5 separate regions of the Mus musculus genome follow, and regions 1, 2, 3 and 4 are each linked to region 5. Evidence: chromatin contacts called from public HiChIP or PLAC-seq and promoter capture Hi-C data. All regions are on one chromosome and are shown on one strand. Each heading gives the region's core, a stretch centred on a gene start, on an enhancer-like site or on the middle of the called end of the contact. The rest is flanking DNA. Distances are from core to core; before and after follow the strand shown. Region 1 holds the start of Tdrkh (tudor and KH domain containing protein). Region 2 holds the start of Celf3 (CUGBP, Elav-like family member 3). Region 3 overlaps Snx27 (sorting nexin family member 27). Region 4 holds the start of Mrpl9 (mitochondrial ribosomal protein L9). Region 5 holds the start of Psmb4 (proteasome (prosome, macropain) subunit, beta type 4).

Region 1 (2,773 bases), core at 252-2,751, 470 kb before region 5:
TTAATCTGAGCATGGTGATACATGCCCAGGTGCATCTCTAAGTTTGATTCCAGCCTCATCTACAAAGAGAGACCCTGTCTCAAAACAACAAAACAAAACTGGTCCACCCAAAGAGTTCCAAGCCATCCACGACTATATAGAGATACTGTGTCTTATAAGTAAAAAAAAAAAAAAATTAAAGTGCAAAGTGAAGTATGCTTAAAAGTAAACATGTTAAAAGTTCTGGTTAAATACATCTTCTATATCCCTGTCATATCTTGAGATTTAACTAAGAGTCAGAAAGGTAGTTGCTTTGAAACACTAACATATATAAAAAGGAAGTTATAAAATTATATCTATAGCATGTTTTCAGCTGTGCAAAAATACATTTACGTGTATTTTAAGTGTGGGATGAAAAATTTCCCAAGAAACTGGTTGTACTGGTTGCCTCTGAAGGGACATTTTCTTCAATAACCTTTTGTTACTTGTGAATCTTCTTGAAAGTGCATGTATTATTTACCCAAATATATATTTTGGATGACTAGAAGGCGAGCATGTTTGCAAGCCCAGCTACTCAAGAGCCTAAGGGAACAAAATTTGAGAACAGCCTGGACAACATAGCAACATATAACAGTAGTAGTGGTAATAATAATAATAATAGGAAATTGACCCAAAGACATCTGGGTCAGACACAATGCTAGCTATGTTCACTCAACAAATGTTTAATGAGTATTCATCATGTGCCAGCACAAAACATCTCCTGGAGACTCGGAGCGACTGTGCCCTCGCCTCAAAGTGAAGGTGGTAGCAGGGCCAACCGTTCCTAACGGTTCGGGAACGACCCAGACGGCGGCTGGAATTCAGTTTTTCAAGCAAACCGCTGCCTGCCAAATCCTCCCCCTTCCACAGGTCCACGGCCCCGGGGCAAGGCAGGGGGCCCCTGCTGGCGCGCTCCTCCCATAGCTGCCTTACCCAGGTGGTGGCCACGGTGACTTTCGGTCCACGTGGCGTGTGCAGCGCCCGCCCCCATTTCACTCCTTTAACATAGTTGCTTTCCTGTCCCCTGGCTAAGATGGGGGTAGGGGGTCCATCCAGGCAGAAATTCTTAACAGATAAAGTGGCGCCGCAATCAGGAGGTGGCTTCCCCCAAGGCCGCTGGCCGCGGAATGACTCCGTAGGCCTCGGGACACCCACGAGTGACCCAATCCCCCGACCCTCGGAGCGCCAAAGTCCCTCGCGGCTTAAAGCAGCACAACCTCCTAGAGGAGGACCGAGGACTCCAGAAGCCTCTAATTGGCTGTTTAATTCTCAGCAGGTGCGAGCTCCATTAAAAGCATCGGCTTCCCCGGGCTCTAACTGGCTGTGGACGTGGGCGGGCTTGGATTTTCATCCGGGTAATTGGACTTGAGCGCGCACCAGCCACGTCGCTCACGGCAGTCCGCAGAAGGATTGGCTGCGGCGGAGGAGCGCGATTGGTCAGACTTCAAAGTGAGCGTTGATTGGTGAGGATGCGCTGCGGGGGCGGAACAAGCGGCTGCTGAAAAGCGACCCGCTAGGCGGCTGCGCTGAGGGAGCGACAGGGCGGCGGCGGCGGGGGTGAGGTGCGAGGCGAAGCGCAGAGCGCGCAACTCTGGAGGAGCGGTAAAGGCAGGGCGCGAGAGGGAAGTTTGGGGTGTGGGAGAAGCAGAGCGGTAGGGACCCTGGCAATTGGAAGACCGAAGCGCGGGACTGAGGGTCGGGAGGCGTGGGACACTTGGGGGCTAGGAGTGAGGCCCTCGCGGATCACCGCGTGGGGCAGCTGTGCTGGGAGCTAATAACCAGACTCAGATCAGGGGCTCTGGGCCGGGGAGCTAGGCCCCCAGGATTGATAGGACGTTCACCACAACTCAGCACTCCTAAGCCGGCTCTCTTTGAAACGAGGGACCTTTTATTAATTTGCCTTTTACCTTCCTCAACTTAGTCCAGTGACTGTTTGTAGCTGCAGGGTGTTTTGTTGCAAGGTGTTTTGTTTTCTTTTAGTGGCGGAGCCTGTGACAGTCAGCTGGTTTTGAACTCAAAATCCTCCAGCCCTTGCCTCTGAAGTGGTGGAAGTACAGTACAGGCCAGCACCAGAACGCTCTAGATTGGATTGATTGTCTATCAATCTTCCTTTCTCAAATTTACTTGTAATATCTGGTTAGATTTGCCTGTTGGTTGGTTGGTTGGTTTTTGTTTTTGTTTTTGTTTTTTTAAGGTTTATATATTTTATATATGTGAGTGCATCGCTGCTGTCTTCAGACACACCAGAAGAGGGCGTCAGATCCCATTACAGATGGTTGTGAGCCACCATGTGGTTGCTGGGAGTTGAACTCAGAACCTCTGGTAGAGCAGTCAGTGCTCTTAACCGCTTAGCCATCTCTCCAGCTGATTGGTTGGTTTTTGAGACATCTCTTGTAGTTAACCCAGACTGGTCAAGAACTTGTCCTGTAGCCATCCTTAAACTGCTGATCCTTCTACCTCCACCTTTCAGGTACTGGTATTTGGGAGATTGGACACCTGGCTTCCTTACCATCACCACTCCCAAACAGGATTTCATGTCACCCACAGTGGCCTTGTACTTGTTATGAATGAATTTAGGCTCTAGTTCTTTCTGTCTCCACCTCCTCTCTGTTGGGGTTATATGCATGTGTTGTCACACCAGGCTCAGACCGCTTTGGTGTTTTAAGTAAAATCCTGGTTGGTTTGCCTGATTTGAGTTCACTAGCCTATCCCTTATGATATTATCCCTTAGTAACACACTTAGCACAAATTTACT
Region 2 (2,700 bases), core at 55-2,554, 410 kb before region 5:
TTCTATGGAAGCTGCCAGTGGAGAATGGATGGATGGTGAGCCAGGATTGCTATCACAGAGAGCTGATGCCAACAGACACATGGGGCAGGTATGGGGCTGGAGCACAGAGGGCCAACCTGGAACATACAACCAGGTTTAGAAGTATAACTGTTTTGGAGAAAAATAGTTTCTATTTTTTTTTTTTTTTTTTTTTTGCCTCCTTTCATCTGACTCTGAGATCTACTCTAGGAACCCAACCAAAGGAAGCAAAGGAAGGAGAAATGGGGTACTTTGCCCTCAAGGGGAGCCTGGCATCTGTGCCTGTTCCCACAGAAGGAATCAAGATTCTCTACTTGTCACAGGTTCTTTACATTTGATAAGCACCTACTATGTGTAAGCAAGACATCATGCTAGACGCTGTGTGCAGTCTTGGTCTACAAGGATAATACGAGAGCTGCCACCAGCCGCTGCCTCCCTGCCCAAGCACTCATACACACAACACCCCCAGAGAGAAGGAAGGGGGTGTCTGAAAATGCCAGACTGCTATAGCTTCCCTTGTTTCTTTTTCTGGAAAAGTATGCAGACTCTCTCTGCACTCACTCCCACCAGCTCTCTCCTTTTCCACACCCGTTCAAATTTTTTTACTCTCCATCTCACTTTTGCTGTTTTCCTCCTAGACCCTGTGGCTGCTTCCTTCCTCATCTACACCTCCCTGTCTGCCCTTCAACCTGCCTGACTGATCTTTCTCATTTCTTTTCCTTGTTTCCTTCCTTGGGTTCTCACTCTCAGACTCCCCAAAGGCCAGGCTGCCCTCTCCTCACCGCCCCCCCCCCCCCTCCCAGCTTCCATCTCCCGGGTCTGCTCTTCCTCTTCCAGCACCGGGGACAGCTCCAACCCCCGGAACAATGGACCCCACCCTAGGGCTCCTCTATAAATTCTCCATCTTCGTCTCTTGCCCAACTCCTGATTGGGGAGTAAGATGGGGGAAGGGTTGTTATCAAGACCAGCTGCTCTTCTGGGGCAGAAAGGGAGTCAGGGAGGATAGAGATAGAAAGAGGGCGTGGCTCTTGCCCGGGTTGTGCGTCTCTCTCCAGGGTAGAGAATTTGTATTCCACCCCTGAGACTGACATCACTGATGTCAGGGGAAAGGAGGTGGGAGTGGGGAGGGGGGGTGTGGAGGGGGGGGAGGTTTTTGTTGAGGAGAGCGCGGCCGGAGAGCAGAGCTCCGGGACCCAGGTGACCGGGAAAGCAGGCAGCCCTAGTGTCGGGAGTAGCCGGCAACAGCCCAGGCCGGGGAACCATACAGGGTGGGGGTGGGAGGGGGGGGTCTAGGGAGAACCTGAAGGGGACAGGGCAGAAGGGACCCCCGAAGCCCTGCCGCCATCAGAGATCAAGCATTTGGCATCAGGGATCTTCGGACCCAGCAGAAGGATCAGCCACAGGGAGGTGTCTTCCCTAGGAAGCCAACGAGAGAGTCACCTGCCCCACATCAGGAGCAGGGACCCCCTCATGACGCTGCTGGCAACCATAGCAGTCCCCTAGCCCCTCAGCCTCTTTCCTATCGCCCTCTTCTGACTTTACCCCATCTCCTTTGGCATCTGTGCCTTTGCTCCCGCCCTCTGAGCTCCACCGTTCCAGCTACCACCCAAACGCCCCAGGGTTTGGTCACCCTGACCCTCAGCCTGGGATATTTGCCAGATCTCTGGGAGGGAGATCCTTTGCTTGGGCTATGCCCCTGGTGGCCTGACACTGTCTGCCTAGACCCCTGACCCCTAGCCCTCAACTCCCCAGGCCTCCTTTGTGTGAAGAGCCCTCCTCTGCTCAGCAGTGTGGTTGGGGGCCAAAGGAAAAGCTGGCCCTGCTGGGCCCCTGGGCCCTACCACCTGCCTCCTGGTTGGGCAGCTTCCCTTGTCTTTGGTCCTCTCCCTGCTCCCCCACCCCCGGCCCCTCCTCCTGGGCCGCCCCAATGAAGGAGCCAGATGCCATCAAGCTGTTTGTGGGGCAGATCCCGAGGCATCTGGAGGAAAAGGACCTGAAGCCCATCTTCGAGCAGTTTGGTCGGATCTTCGAGCTGACTGTCATCAAGGACAAGTACACCGGGCTGCACAAGGGTGAGGGGTCAGGCCAGGCTGGAGAGGAGGCACTGAGTGGCCTGCTAGGCAAGAAGGATGGAGGAGGCTGGGGGGATGGAGTGGCTGGAAAGGGCTGATTTGGAAGCAGAGTCCAGGGGCTGAAGGACTGGATAAAGGAACTAAGTGAGAACTCAGCTGAGAGACAGGGACCATAAGGTGAAAAACTAAGGGGAACTCTGCACGAGATGGAGGAGGGCGTTGGTGGCATGGGATGAACAGAAGGATGAGAAGGACAAGTTTTAGGAGATGATCAAGACTGACAATGTGAGAAGCCCCAGATAATGTTGGGATGGCTGGTCAGGTGTGTTTAACCTAGAAAGAGTGGCCACAGTCAAACCAGGGCAACCCAGGACTAAGATGAAGGAGCCGGGGAGAGGAGCATGGACAAGAGAGACTGGTTTTAGAAAGTTATTAGGAAGAGGTTCCTGAGGTCTCTCCAAGCGCTGTGCTGCTAAGCAGAGCTGGCTTGGATCAGCACTTGGAGAGCTCCAAGCTCCGGGGACCCAGGGCCACAAGACTTCCTGAAATCTTTGGGTTCTGGGGAAAAAGCACTTCCGGCTGTCGCTTCCTTCTCCGCGCACTCTGCGCA
Region 3 (2,707 bases), core at 94-2,593, 340 kb before region 5:
TATACAACTTTAAGAGTTACAGAATACACATTTGTTTCATCATCAAATAGAATCCTGTGGAACTGACTGAATGTGTGGGTATAAATCAAGTTTTAACAAAGTCGAAGGTTATAATCATAACCTGTGTCTTTTCTAATCTCTCTCTGTCTCTGTCTCTCTGTCTCTGTCTCTCTGTCTCTGTCTGTCTGTCTGTCTGTCTGTCTCTCTCTCTCTCTCACACACACACACACACACACACACACACACACACAGATACACACAAATACACACTCACAAGAAATCAGAAACCAGTGCAAAAAAACCAGTACTTTGTAAGTATGATTGGGGAGTAGCGGGAGAGGCTTATTTTGTTTTAGTTTTTTGGCTTTGGGCTTTTTTGTTGTTTTTTGTTGAGACAGGATTTCTCTGTGTAGCCTTGGCTGTCCCGGAACTCAGGCTGTAGACCAGGCTGCCCCTGAGCTCCAAGATCCACCTACCTCTGCCTCCCAAGTGCTGGGATTAAAGGCTCACAACGCCACTGCCCAGCTATTTAAAAAGACACGAGTTATTACATCTCAGTGTGAGGCATGAAACGTCTCTCTGTAAGTTATTGGTCAGGGAAGCCTCAAAGGTCCTCAAAACACAGGCTGTTGCATTGCTCTTGCTTACCCATCAAAACTAGATGATCAAACTCTATTGCTGCAGACACACACGCTTCGGTTGTGGAACGCGGAGAAATCAAGCTGAAACTGATTGAAAACATCCTCCCTATTGGCTAGCTTTCAAAGTGCCAGAGGTGCTCTGCAGGCTGCTGGGGAAGAAAACTCATCAGTGGTACTAACCAACAAGGAACCCTGCATGCTACAATCCTGACATACCAGGCAAGATGTGCCTACTCGGCACTTCAGCATACAGAAGTGTAACTAGCGATCACTTTTGAAGTGGGTTGAGGCTTGCTCCACACTCCACACCTGGTTCATCAATCTGGCCAACAGCCCACGGCTATAGAAGACTATAAACCGTCGAGGGGGAACCTATGATTGTGGTCTTGCTAAACGGACACATTGTCAAATGGTTTTCTAATTAATTCTGCTTTTGTACACAGATCAATGCGTCCTTTAATCCTGGCCAGAGAAGCGGCTATGGAAATGAGCAGCAGTTAATGCAGACTGGTAACTGGTCAAGAGCTGAGGATAAGCAACTATCCAGTACTAAGTCCTAAATAAAACACTTGTATCAATTTCTCTTCAACTCAAGACTCAAGAAACTGTGTCAAGAGGATGAAGAGTGTAAGAGCCAAAGAATGGAGACGGGAGCTGTGAAGTGCTGCCTTCTGGGCACGACATGGCTACTACATTCATCAACTTTCAACAGTTATAGCTGCCTGCACAAGGTCAATGACATTCCAACAAGAAGCACCAACTCAGTAGGTAACCAACCAACCAACAACAACAACAAAAAAAAACAATAAATAAAAAGATGACATAAAGGTGAAGGAATGTTAGAGTGCTTTTGGGAAGTGGGAAAGTAGATTTGGAGTACATTATGATCAAGATACATTGTATTGTTTATAAGCATGAACCTGTCAAAATATTTTTTAAATCACATGAACAAGAACTTTAGGGGCTCAGCGGTTAAGAGCACTGATTGCTCTTCAAGAGGTCCTGAGTTCAATTCCCAGCAACCACATGGTGACTCACAACCATCTGTAATGGGATCCAGTGCCCTCTTCTGGTGAGTCTGAAGACAGAAACAGTGTACTCACATATATAAAATAAATAAATCTTTAAAAAAAAAAAAAACTTTAGAAACTGTACAAATACATACAATTAAAGAAAATTCTAAGGCAAGAAGATGCCTCAATGGGTGCTGACAAGGTTAACGACCTCAGTCAATGCATGTGACTCACTTGGTAGAAGAGAACTAACTTCTACAAGTTGTTCTCTGACTTCCATAACTTTCTAGGTATGCATATGACCCCCCCCCCCACACACACACACCAGAGCCAGTACAACCAAATCACAAAAACTAAAAGCAGCCGGGCGTGGTGGCGCACGCCTTTAGTCCCAGCACTCGGGAGGCAGAGGCAGGCGGATTTCTGAGTTCGAGGCCAGCCTGGTCTACAAAGTGAGTGCCAGGACAGCCAGGGCTACACAGAGAAACCCTGTCTCAAAAAAACAAAACAAAAAAACCTAAAAGCAATACCTTTAATGAACAAGCATGTAAAACTTCAACAAAATATTAAAAAGCTAAATTTGATGAAAAATTGGTATAACATATGCAAATCAATAAATATATCACATCAAATAATGAAGGATAAAAATCACCATCGTCTCAATACATTCAGAAAAAGGATTTGCTGACGTTCAGCATTCCTCCAGGGAAAAAAAAAAAAAAAAAAACCAAACTGCCTTCAGCAAAGTATACTGAGATTGTATCTCATCACAGTGAGGGCTAACCACAACCCACAGCCTATATCAGACACAATGGGGAAAAGGTGAAATTGTTCCTCTAAGATCAGGAAGTAGGCAAATATATTCAACCACTCTATACTGATCATTACACATTATACACAGGTATTGTGTCATATTGTACTCTACAAATATATAAAGTGTCTGTGCCAATTAATATTTTAAAAATATATATTTCAGCCAGATGGAATTACCTATGCCTCTAATCCAAGCACAGACGTGAGCCACTATACCCAGCTACATATTTTTAAGTACAT
Region 4 (2,702 bases), core at 145-2,644, 440 kb before region 5:
CACCAGTTGGTTACCCAATACGAAATGATCAGCCCTGAAAACATACATACGTACAAGTAAGAATGTACAGACTGAGCAGATTATATTTATATATTTAAGAATGTATAAACACAAATATAAATAACAAGGGGAAAGAGTCCATGAATCTGAGAGAGGAGGAGAGGGGTTAGAAGGAGAAAAAGGGTAAAATTATATAATCTCAAATATACAAACGTGTAAAAATTTTAAAATAATAAGATGTTTCAAAGAATGGAGGAAAACAAAACAACAAAATGGAATTCTCATCAGCTGTAACAGGAACACCTGCAGGTAGGGCAGTTTATAAAGAATGGGGCATACATTACGTTTTAAATGTCTGTTAGACATATAAGATGATGATGAATAAGAAGTTGGGTATTCCAATGTGAAGTTTGTGGGAGCCTAGGATAAGAATTTGGACATCACTGGCATATAAATAGCGGTTAGCCATAAGGTGAACTGAGAGCATCAAGACACTGGATACTAAAAAGAATGAAATTCCACATACTGAGTGCTGGGTGCAAACAATTAAAAGACTGTTGAAGACTTGTCCTGAATACCAAGGAAATGCGTGTAGGTCAGTCTATGTAAGTGCACATAAAATGGAGTGTAGCACATCTTTCCACACTCCTTTATAGACCCTCATTTTATAACCATCTATTAAGCACAAAGACTCCACAGAAGGACCTGCTTGTGCCTAACAGTAGTTTCTTTTTCTCTACAGTTTGTCTCCTGCAACTCTTTAAATATTAGCTTAAATACAATAGTAACAATATCATGGAAAGTTGCAGAGTTTTTAGAGGATCCCATCCTTCGACTACTTTTAGAAAGATTCAAGGGAAAATTGAGAGTGACATCCATATTTTAGTGTTCAGAAATTATAGCATGTCAAAATTAGAAGTGATCCCAGTACCTAGAACTAAACCAAACCACTTATATTGTTATCATTGGTTTTTATGGATAAAAATCCTCCTCCTCACCAGTTAATTATTATTATTGGTCTCGCTATGTAGCCCTGGCTGGCCTAGAGCTTGAGATGTAAACCAGATTAGCTTGAACTTGTCCTGCAGGAAGATTACAGGGTGCGCCAAGCCCCCTCCGCCTCTTTTTTTAAAAGTGAAGCCAAAAAAAAAAAAAAAAAAAAAAAAAAGTACGTTTTCCACTGTCGGTCCACGCAAAGCTCTGTGGAAAGTGGTGACAAAAAAAAAAAAAAGCAGTTCTCTCCGCTGTCCTATCGTCGGCGTGCAAGGCGGGGTTGCGGCAACTCTCCCACTCCCCATGCCCAGGTCTCAGCGCAGCCTATATCTATACCACTCAGGCGCGCCGCGGGCAGCCCAGAGGCGCAGCTGCGCATGCGCGGGGTCCTTCTTCCGCCTGTCCGCTCCGCTGTCATGGCGGCCTCTGTGGCTCCCGGGGTTAGGACTCTGTGGTGGGCAGGTGCTGCTTGGCTGCGTCAAGGAGGCATCCGGGAGCTATTCCGGCCGCGAATTGAAGGGAGTACCCCGGGGCGTGACTTCAGTCTCTCTCATTATCAGGTGAGGGCCGGCTGGGGCTTGGGTCCTACACGGTGGGGGACAGGAGTGTCGTTCGTGCCAGACTCAGACTGCGGGGCTGGGGGGCAGACTTTCCTGGGGACGCCGGCGGGGTGGCGGGTTGTTCTCTGCGGACACTCGCTCACCCCAGCCTCCCTGACCACCAGAGCACGGTCATCGTGGAGCGCTGGTGGAAGGTGCCGCTCGCCGGGGAGGGCCGAAAGCCGCACCTGCACCGGCGTCACCGCGTGTATAAGTTGGTGGAGGACACGAAACACCGGCCCAAAGACAACTTGGAGCTCATCCTCACGCAGTCTGTGGACGGTAAGGCTTGGGCCCAGGTACTGACCCCTTCCCCTGTCCCTGTCCTCTGTCCCCTGCTCTTGTTTGACGTTAACCGCTTCCTGCCTCTCTTTTGTTGCTTTGTTTTTACTACTTTGTGGTTCTGGTGAGAAAAAAAAAGTCACGGAAAATTAAAACGTGTGTGCAATATTGTTAACTGTGTAAAGAGAAGCCTAACAGTTCGCAGCACAAACAGTGACATTCTTTGATTGAACAGCTCAGTCTGCACCAGTTTTTAAGCTAGACGTGTGACAAGTGTAGTTCCTAATAAATGCATGGTGTGTGTGTGTGTGTGTGTGTGTGTGTGTGTGTGTGTGTGTGAGAGAGAGAGAGAGAGAGAGAGAGAGAGAGAGAGAGAGAAAGAGAAAGAAGGGGGGCGCCAAAGGTCCACCTTATTTGATACAGGGCATGAGTTGAGCCCCCAGGGATGTAGGTATTACCTCCCCTCAGTGCTAAGGTTATGGACAATATCCAAACTCAGATCCTCTATGCAGCTGGCACTTTAACGACTGGACCTTATAACCTGCCCTAGTAAATTGACGGTGGTGGTGGTGGTGGTGTTTGTAAGGAAGAATAAAAACTGTGAGAAAGTAAGGGCTGTCTCTTTTCTATGCCCCTCCCTTTTGGTGATGCTGGAGATGTACCCCAAGGCCTGAGTACACTAAGGCACAGCCTTTACCTGTGGCTGATCCCATGATCATCTTTTCCATAGCCTGCAGAGATTTCATCTGCCATTCCCGTTCTCATTGACAGAAATTGGAGTCCGGGGTGATCTGGTCTCAGTGAAGAAATCTGTGGGTCGTAACAAGC
Region 5 (2,882 bases), core at 160-2,659:
CTGCCCAACGTTAGGATTCCAGCCTCTCTTATCAAAATTCCAAGGGAAAGAGATTAACATTGCCTTCTCATTTCTATTTCTCTTCTCCCCATCGCTAGGCCCACTACTTACCTGAGCCAAGTATGCACCATAACCAGTGGCCAGTGAAGGGGCTTCATAAGCTACACCAAGCATGTCCACATAACCGAGGAAGCTAGAGGGACAAACACATCAAAGAACTGATCTAATCTTCCATTTCTTAGCTGTGTCCATTAGGTCTGAATTAAAAGATGGAAATTCTCTGGGGTCAAAGTGCCTGAGGGTGGGGAAGCAGGATAGCTCGGTGGTGAGGGCACTTGCCAGCATGCCCGATGACCCAAGTTTGATCTCTAGAATCCACAATGCAGAAGATGCATGCACACACAAACACACACACAGTACTACACAAGCACAAATACCAAAAGAAGTGTAAAGAACCATTCTGTTTAAAGACTGAAGAGACACTACATAGGTGCTAGGTTAGGCGGTCAAGGAAGTTATCAAATACCTTTCTCCGTCAGCATAGCCTCCAATGACCATGGTGTTCCACAGGGGATTCATCTTGGAGCGGCGGCTGTACATGGCTCTTGTCAACCATGAATGAATAGCTCTAGGGCTATAGCTGTGTCCATCTCCCAACAGCTCTTCATCAATCCTTAAATACAATTGAGAAAGCAATGATAACAGGTCAGGCTCCCCATCCCACTCCCTGTTCTACACACAATTCTACAATCCAAGACCACCCCCCCCAATACCAAAAAGTATTCCAAACATTCACAAATGTCTCAACAATTACCCAAAGTCTCAAGTCCCTCCATCCCGCCTACAGGAATAATAAACGGAAGGCTGTCCGCTCCACTTGGAGGCGACTTACACCATCTGGCCGAGAACTTGTTTCAAATACTGGAAATCAGCGTAGTCTCCCGAGGCACCCAGCATAGTGCTGTCGTTGACTCGCATAATACGAGAGATATTGCGGAAACGAGCCAGGGAGCCGTAGGAGCCCAGCATGTCTGCAGCAATCACCACTCCGCCGTCGAACTTCACCCCGAGTACCGATGTCCCGGTCACCATGGGGTTCCTGAATCGTGAAAAGGGTCCCTGAGCGCGAGGCCGGAGCCCCGATTGCTGGCGCCCGCGCATCAGAGGTCCCCGCATCCCGGCCCGCCGCCCATTCCCGGCGCGGTGAGAGCGCGACTCACTGGGTCCGAGTGATGGGACCCTCGCAGGGCGCCGACGCCGGGTCCATGAGGCCGCTGGGGGTGGCCGGGATGCGGTAAAACTGCCCTGGAGCCGGACCCCCGGCCCAGTGGCCAGCCCGTGACTCCCAAAACGCTTCCATCTTAGTCACCTCAGCCGACAGAAATGAAAGCGCTAGCGTCACCGGAAACGGAAGTGGTCCTTTGCCACGCCTCTCTTCTTCCTGCCTGCCTCTTCCATGGGTCAGGACTCCGGCTCTGTATTTATAAAGCCGTTTGAGGAGTCCTGGTCCAGAGTAGCCGCCAAGACTGACAGAAATGCACAAGGCCGCATCCCCGTATCCCACTGCAGTAGGGATGCCTAGATCCCAGTATTCTGACAATTCAGGAGGAGCAGGCCGTGTGGGACAAGCACCAGGACCTGTTACCATGTGCTTTTTGGATCAATATCAAAAACAAGGCTTGAAGAATCACTGGACCCAAGCTCTCTTACTGTTTTACTTCTCAGAGCCGGCCAATAGAGCAGGCATTATCAACTTATTTGATAGATAAGAAGCCGAAGCATAAGATACAGTGGTTTACCCCGTTACAGTCAATAAAAGGTAGAAAAGATACAAACCAAGGGGAGAGATGGCCCACGTTTATAGCACTGGGGTTCGAATCTAAGCACCCACGGGGTGGCTGACAATCACCTGTAACTCCTCTTCTAGCCCTGAGGGCACCAGGCACTTATGTGGTGAACAAGGGGGGGTGGGGGGGAGAGAAGAGGGAGAAAGAGAAAAATCTTAGTATTCAGAAGGCTGGAACAGAAGGAATGCCTCCAGTACAAGACCATTCTGGACTACACTCAGAGTCCAGGACAACCTGAACTACTGAGAGATCTTGTATTAAAAGAAAAAAGAATCCACAGTGAACTAGAGGCAGTGGAGGAATTCCCCTGCCCCCTCAAGATAGCATACAAAACAATAGGTTTCATTACAGCCTTTTCATCCTAGATGTCGTTTTACTCTACCCTCACTGGTGCCCATCTCAGTGCCTTCCCTGTCTTCCTGCTTCCTCCTCCCTGTCTAAGAAGACCCTTCGTGCTTCCACTGACACGTGTTCTATTACCTTCTAATCCTTCACCCGGGTCCCTAAAGAGCCTTTTCCTTATGAGCACCTTTCTACTTTCCTGACCTAATACACACATACAAACACACCTAGATTCCACATATGAGAGAATATTGATGTTGAAGTTCTGACCCAGAACAATTGGCTGAGGTGCATATTTAACATATTCAAGTCGACATAGCCTCCAGGTTCTCCCAGCATCCCTCAGTCCCTACCTGGCACAACCCACCCTTTACTCTGAACTTTTCCAGCCCAGGGGCCAGGATTCCCCTCCCCACAGAGGCTCTTTCCTATATAATCCAGACATTATTTGTCTGAATATTAATTTTGCCTAATATTCTCTTGTATTTCCTTCAGAGACTCTAGTGTATACAATCCTTTTTTAAAAAAGATTTATTTATTTATTATATGAGTACATTGTAGCTGTCTTCATACACACCAGAAGAGGGCATCGGATCCCATTACAGATGGTTGTGAGCCACCATGTGGTTGCTGGGAATTGAACTCAGGACCTCTGGAAAAGCAGTCAGTGCTCTTAGCCACTGAGCCATCTCT

What was found. Promoter capture Hi-C pulls out the DNA fragments that hold promoters and counts their contacts. HiChIP or PLAC-seq counts read pairs in DNA pulled down with a chosen protein or histone mark.
Region 1: a contact with region 5 is called in a promoter capture Hi-C map of second pharyngeal arch cranial neural crest. The contact joins the promoter of Tdrkh here to the promoter of Psmb4 in region 5. A contact is called at or near these places in 15 of 39 promoter capture datasets (the 3T3-L1 cell line, 3T3-L1-derived adipocytes, the HPC-7 cell line and 8 more), 1 of 15 datasets of contacts at CTCF or cohesin (the NIH/3T3 cell line), 1 of 115 datasets of contacts at active chromatin or transcription factors (embryonic forebrain) and 4 of 9 other capture datasets (adipose tissue, embryonic stem cells, liver and 1 more).
Region 2: a contact with region 5 is called in an H3K4me3 HiChIP or PLAC-seq map of forebrain, with 2.6 times the contacts expected there. The contact joins the promoter of Celf3 here to the promoter of Psmb4 in region 5. A contact is called at or near these places in 13 of 39 promoter capture datasets (the 3T3-L1 cell line, the C10 cell line, the HPC-7 cell line and 7 more), 1 of 484 Hi-C or Micro-C datasets (embryonic stem cells), 9 of 115 datasets of contacts at active chromatin or transcription factors (SST interneurons, astrocytes, differentiating embryonic stem cells and 6 more) and 3 of 9 other capture datasets (adipose tissue, embryonic stem cells and liver).
Region 3: a promoter capture Hi-C map of the C10 cell line shows a contact between it and region 5. The contact joins the enhancer-like site here to the promoter of Psmb4 in region 5. A contact is called at or near these places in 12 of 39 promoter capture datasets (the C10 cell line, the HPC-7 cell line, cranial neural crest and 5 more) and 1 of 115 datasets of contacts at active chromatin or transcription factors (the 230-238 cell line).
Region 4: a contact with region 5 is called in a promoter capture Hi-C map of embryonic stem cells, with 4 times the contacts expected there. The contact joins the promoter of Mrpl9 here to the promoter of Psmb4 in region 5. A contact is called at or near these places in 19 of 39 promoter capture datasets (the 3T3-L1 cell line, 3T3-L1-derived adipocytes, the C10 cell line and 12 more), 1 of 15 datasets of contacts at CTCF or cohesin (the NIH/3T3 cell line), 4 of 484 Hi-C or Micro-C datasets (CD4 T cells, cortical neurons, embryonic stem cells and 1 more), 18 of 115 datasets of contacts at active chromatin or transcription factors (the NIH/3T3 cell line, astrocytes, effector CD8 T cells and 12 more) and 4 of 9 other capture datasets (adipose tissue, embryonic stem cells, liver and 1 more).

The regions. Positions count from the first base shown.
Region 1 is chr3:94,411,743-94,414,515 of GRCm38.p6, forward strand. It overlaps Tdrkh (tudor and KH domain containing protein), which reads left to right and starts at 1,502. Exons shown (of 14, transcript NM_001357711.1): 1 at 1,502-1,620. It overlaps 1700040D17Rik (RIKEN cDNA 1700040D17 gene), which reads right to left and starts at 1,213. Exons shown (of 2, transcript NR_152121.1): 1 at 952-1,213.
Region 2 is chr3:94,477,162-94,479,861 of GRCm38.p6, forward strand. It overlaps Celf3 (CUGBP, Elav-like family member 3), which reads left to right and starts at 1,305. Exons shown (of 13, transcript NM_001357784.1): 1 at 1,305-2,090. The coding sequence starts at 1,946. It also overlaps a transcript of Riiad1 not described here.
Region 3 is chr3:94,546,793-94,549,499 of GRCm38.p6, forward strand. The region is part of intron 2 of Snx27 (sorting nexin family member 27); the gene reads right to left. Among named protein-coding and RNA genes, the nearest start is that of Snx27, 35 kb to the right of the region's middle. Within about 2 kb of position 1,344, at least 4 of the 459 cell types and tissues checked have an H3K27ac peak or open chromatin away from gene starts, as enhancers often do.
Region 4 is chr3:94,441,942-94,444,643 of GRCm38.p6, forward strand. Mrpl9 (mitochondrial ribosomal protein L9) reads left to right here and starts at 1,395. Exons shown (of 7, transcript NM_030116.2): 1 at 1,395-1,553; 2 at 1,718-1,874; 3 at 2,646-2,702. The coding sequence starts at 1,410.
Region 5 is chr3:94,885,549-94,888,430 of GRCm38.p6, forward strand. Psmb4 (proteasome (prosome, macropain) subunit, beta type 4) reads right to left here and starts at 1,410. Exons shown (of 7, transcript NM_008945.3): 1 at 1,221-1,410; 2 at 893-1,099; 3 at 527-673; 4 at 112-193. The coding sequence starts at 1,360.